Linked DNA regions of Sus scrofa: region 2 is linked to region 1. The links are chromatin contacts, called in public Hi-C maps. All regions are on one chromosome and are shown on one strand. Each heading gives the region's core, a stretch centred on a gene start, on an enhancer-like site or on the middle of the called end of the contact. The rest is flanking DNA. Distances are from core to core; before and after follow the strand shown.

Region 1 (2,793 bases), core at 189-2,688:
CTAGAAAAGGCAAAGACAAAAATAAGTAAATAAATAAATAAAATATGGACGTGTATAAAAAAGAAAAAGTTCTTCTGAACTGGACTTCCTTGAGTCTCTTCAATCACAGAATGTTAACTTATATTAATTTTGCCACCCAACTTTCACTGAGGCGATTAGCAGAACACACTATGCTTTCTGCTTCTTTGGGAGTTTAAAATGTTAAGATACCTGCAAAGAGTTCTCACCTTACCACCACGCTTAGTCATCATTGGAATGTGTTACACGTTTTCTTGTACAGCTGCACCTCCTTCATCTGCTTTCTATTATTACTTTGTAAGTGTACCCTGAGGCTAAGCAATAGAAGTACACCAGGAAGGTGATTAATGATTTAAATTGTTCCCCGTAGAGACCACTTTCTTTGCCATTCTCCCTTTTCTAAAATTATGGCGTTTACTTTCTCTTTTAAACCATAATAATTATAACAGTGTTGGCATTTAAAAAACACTTCTTTTTAAAAGTTAAAGTTTAATGAAGCGTCCACATTTTATTCACACTGCTTCATAATGAGGCAGCATAATGACAACTTCGTAATGAAAGAGTTCAAAAAAAAGCCTGCCCCCAAAAAGAAGGGTGCTCTGAAAACAGCATGAATCAATTCTTCGGATTCAAAGAATATATATGGAATAACAGGAAGTTCCCGTGTCTTTACCTCTGTCTTAATCTACAGTCTTTCTCAAACCAGACCATTCCTGCTAAGACCAGAAAGAAAAAATTCCGGGCTAAGATTTACTCCCACTTGCTTCCCTCCCCCTACATAGGGTCAATTCCGGAGGTTTTTCTTCCCTTTCTCCAACGTCAGGAATTCCTCCTCCTCCCCCCAGATGGTCATGACTCTAGGGATAGGTTCCTCCATTACAAGGTGGGGAAGAGGTGTCTCAACCTCAAAACGACGGGAGACTGGCGAGGATTGCTTATCAATGAGCAAAGCTTTGGGGGAATCCCTTTTCCCTTCTACTGGCTGGACACGTCCCAGCCTCTCAATGAACGACGCCAAACCGGGAAGGAAGGGTCTCCCCCTGGCCTCCAGTCTTTACTGGCCACACCCCTGGCCCATGGCCCTCGTAATCCCCCGACTTCAAATATACCTTTCTTTCCCCCAGTGTCCCCCAACTCCCAGTTGCCACCCCGAGGATTCCCCCGCCCCGCCTCAGCGGTGGAGTCCCTTTCTCCAACCCTATTCCTCACAACGGTCACACCCGACGGCTCACTCCCTCCTCAACGGTCACGCTCCTAGGATTTCCTCTCCTCCGCTCGTCTCCAACCTAACCTGGGGTTCCCCCTTGCCCATCAAAGAGGGACACACCCCAAAGTTAGCCGCCTTGAACTCACCGGAGGCAAGGGTGGGGGTGGCGGCAGCGGCCAGAGAGCACGGCCCGAGCGGTGTTGTAATGGTTTCCTGCACGTCACGACTCCTTCTCCAGGTCTAAGCCACTGCGCAAAACCCACTTTGCCAGGGACAAAGATGGAGGACAGGAAGCCCCTGACGTCAGAGAACCTCGCCGCGTGGCGTCATCCAGGCGCGCGAGAGCACCAGAAAGGCAGCGCTCTCTGTCGCCTTGGAGACGAAAAAATTTTGCGCGGCAGGGAGAGACCTGAGGTCAAGGCCTCTGAGGAAGTTCAGTGGCTCTCCTAAGGGATCTATTAAACAAGCTGATAGTCTTTGGAATTTGTTTCCTCGCGTAGGTATTCTTTAAAAATTTACACATACGGTAAAAATCCCCTGTTGCTTTCTGTTAAAAACAAAAAACCCCGGCTAATTTTCCTGGCCAATTCAAGGAAGTGAACAATGGTGATCCAGCCCAATGGTGATCCAGTGGGACTGGAGGAGAGTGGGGCAAGGAAAAGAGGCTAACATAGCATCAGAGCTGAGTTCGAATCCCTGTCCTGAATGTGATTATGAAAGTAACTTAATGTCTCAACCTTAGCGTTCTTACCTATAAAATAAAGCCAATGATATAACTCAATCCAGTTTGTGAAGTTTTAACTGGATTAAGTAGATAATATGCCTAGCATGTAATATGGGTGCTGGCACAAAAGCAGCCTCCTTCAGAAACCAAGATCCAAAAATCTCTGCACCTTCCCCTCAAAACATCCCACCTTAATCTTAAGTAATAATGGGGGGGGGGTGTGCTGGGGTTGTGGGATGGAAATCCTATAAAATTGGATTGTGATGATCACTGTACAACTATAAATGTAATTCATTGAGTAATTTAAGAAAACTTAAGTAATAATAATAAAGTATTTAACCAAAAAAGATAGGAAGACAGCCTGAGGCAGAAGCTTGGAAACCAAAATACAAACAGGACTAAGGGTAGAGAAGTAGAAGGAAAAGCAAGCAGTTGTAATGATGTAGGATGTTTTTAGAGTTCTATGAAAGTATAAGAACTATATATCTCTTAGGCCCAGCTTCCCTCCCCCAAATTTGTTGAATGAATAAATGTATGAATGAGTGGTCAACAGTAACAGCTGCTATAGAGAAAAGGAGGAAGGGCTGAAAAGTGTCCAAGGATTTAGCAACACAAAGGTCTTTGATGTCATTGCTGAGACCATCAGAGATAATGAAGGCAAAGCCCATGCTGCAGAAGTGCGAAGATAGATGGGAAGGAAATGAAAACAAGAGTTACAGACAAGGAAGTCCCATTGTGGCTCAGCGGGTTAAGGACCCGAGTTTTCTTTGTGAGGATGCAGGTTCTATGCCTAGCCTCACTCAGTGGGTTAAGGATCCAGCGTAGGTCACAGATATGCTGCTCG
Region 2 (2,793 bases), core at 218-2,717, 48 kb after region 1:
GAGTACTTTTTTTTTTTTTTTTTTTTTTTTTTGTCTTTTGTTGTTGTTGTTGCTATTTCTTGGGCCGCTCCCTCGGCATTATTGTTGTTGTTGTTGTTGTTGCCATTTCTTGGGCCACTCCCGCGGCATATGGAGGTTCCCAGGCTAGGGGTTGAATCGGAGCTGTAGCCACCAGCCTACGCCAGAGCCATAGCAACACGGGATCCGAGCCGCGTCTGCGACCTACACCACAGCTCACGGCAACGCCGGATTGTTAACCCACTGAGCAAGGGCAGGAACCGAACCCGCAACCTCATGGTTCCTAGTCGGATTCGTTAACCACTGCGCCACGACGGGAACTCCTTCTTGAGTACTTTTAATACAAAACAATCCACATGCCATTGTGGCATATCTTGGGGCAGCTTGCTCTCAAACAAGGGCCGCAAACACAGGGGTACTATGAAATGCTGGCACCACATTAAATCTGCTGTGAATGGTGGCTATTAAGACACTCCCTGGACCCTGCTGAGTTTTTCTCATTGGACATTTAAGCGTAATTTTTTTAAAAAATCTATGTTTTGGGGTAATTTGTAGGTTGTATTGCTTTTCTGCAGCCAGGTCATTACCTGCCCTGTTTGGCCACTTGTAGGCAATGTCATGAAGTGATAATGCTGTCCATGTTGGAACCAGATTTGGTACAAACTGGATTTATGTGGCAGTCTGTAATACCAGTAATTTCTAGGACAATCCACTATGAATAGTGAGCCAAGAGAGTGTGACAGTGAGAGACAGGAAATACGGCAGTTCAGTAGTCCCTGAACCTGGTAGACCAGAGAATCAACTGGGGAACCTTGAAAATATAGATTCATTGTTTGATTCTGCACCTCTAGGGAGGAGCCCTAGCATTTTCATTTTTTTTTTCCCCTTTTTAAAACTTTTATTTTAGGGAGTTCCTGTAGTGGCTCAGTGGTTAATGAACCCAACTAGCACCCATGAAGACGTGGGTTCGATCCCTGGCCTTGCTTAGTGGGTTAATGATCCAGCATTGCTGTGACTGTGGCATAGGCTGGCAGCTGCTGCTCTGATTTGACCCTTAGCCTAGGAACTTCCATATGCTACAGGTACATCCCTAAAAAAAGACAAAAAAAAAAATATTTTTAAATTTTTATATGATTTTATTTTTATATTATTTTATTTGTATTTTAAAAACAATTTTAGAATCTACATTTTTAAAAAGTGTGCTGAAAGGTTCTGATGAGCAGCCAATACAGAGAACTAATTGCTGGGTTGTAGTGTCAATCCTAATGGTTGAATTTTTTTTCTTTCCTTTTTCACTGTCTTGAATAAACACATTGCCAGCCACCTCCCTGCAATGAGGCTCTTTTGTTTTGGAGATTGTGGTTGATTTTATATCTGACCATCCGGGTCACCATTTTTTCTGCGTTTTAGTTTTTCTTTCTTTCTCTCAGGCCTTAGTTTCCCGCCCTTATGATGCAATTTCAGCAAGAACGAGCCCGCCAAACCCTCAGCCTGCATCCTCCACCCTACTAAAAGCAGAACTCCAAGATTGCGTGCTTTCTTTTTCGCTCTACCTGCAACCTCGCTGTGTGGCCCCAGGTCTGCTGTGTATTTTCCAGGACCTGTAAGTAATAAACCTTTTTTTTTTTTCTCTTTTTCAAAGTTTCCTGGTGGTTGTTGCTGAAAGGCATCTTGAAATCATTATAAGATCCATAGGGCAGGTCCAACTACGATGGTTATTGATAACTGAGACCTGCAGAAAACAGGACATCATAAACTCAATTCCCTCTAGGGCACGACACTTTTTCTCAACATTAAAAATGATGGCTAAACTTTTGCAATCTGTAAGAATGGCTACCCCAAAGAAACCGAAAAAAAAAAAAAAAAAGCTCAAGGGGACTGTGGCTTGTGTGGGCTGTGGAGGGAAGTTACAGATAAAGGTGGTAAGTAGAAGAAACTTAATCAAAACAGTACTCGCAGCATTGGCAGTCAAATCAATAACAAGAAATCCAGCAGCAGTTTCAATGAGATTCAACTCCAACTCAGGTTTATAGAGGCTACTGGAAAAATTAAGTGAGAACGTTAGTGAGCTGCGCTGCTTAATTTCTTATTTGGCTCCAGCACTGGTTTCTTTTCCTTATTGCATTAAAGATGTCTCTAGTAATACAGGCATGTTGTAGAAAATAGCAATTCCTCCCTCTCTCTCTATCTTCCTTTCTAATTCTACTCCTCAGGGTGTAATCGTTAAGAACAGTTTGGTGTGTATCCAAACAGGTTTTTTGGGTTGTTCTCCAAGAAGTTTAAAGTTTCCAGCCAGAACTAACTCGGTTTTCACCAGCTTATGAAAAGGACAAATTTTTATTTATAAACAAGAAACAGTCATCTTCCCCCCACCCCCCATCTCTAGGTTGGAAAGTTAGACATTAAAAGGCAAGTGCCTTCTGATTAGTTTTCTGAGAAATCGAAACCACAAAGACAGGGGCACAGCGGAGAAAGTGAAACTAAAAAGAGTGGGGATTTCTTTTTCAAGACAATCCATATGTGGCATGCCTCCTGTGCTTGCTTTTGTTAAGCTGAAGGCATCCAAACAGTTCAGGACTCAGGAGTTTTCTCTTCGGCCACCTGACCCTAAGGAATCTTCTAATTCTCAAGATAGGTATAGACCAGATGGAGATACCCAAGCCAATGCCTGTTCAGAAGGAAGAAGGGGCTGAAAAAAAGACCACAGAACTCTAAGTTCAAAATCCACCCTGTGTTGGCGTTCCAGTCATGGCTCAGGGGAAACAAATCTGACTA

The links. Hi-C and Micro-C count contacts between places; a contact is called where the count stands out from the background.
Region 2: a contact with region 1 is called in a Hi-C map of blood, with 2.1 times the contacts expected there. The contact joins the promoter of SLFN11 here to the promoter of AP2B1 in region 1. A contact is called at or near these places in 4 of 47 Hi-C or Micro-C datasets (all in blood) and 1 of 2 datasets of contacts at active chromatin or transcription factors (alveolar macrophages).

What each region holds. Positions count from the first base shown.
Region 1 is chr12:39,925,440-39,928,232 of Sscrofa11.1, forward strand. AP2B1 (adaptor-related protein complex 2, beta 1 subunit) reads right to left here and starts at 1,439. Exons shown (of 22, transcript NM_001243183.1): 1 at 1,372-1,439.
Region 2 is chr12:39,973,267-39,976,059 of Sscrofa11.1, forward strand. It overlaps SLFN11 (schlafen family member 11), which reads left to right and starts at 1,468. Exons shown (of 5, transcript XM_021067411.1): 1 at 1,468-1,621.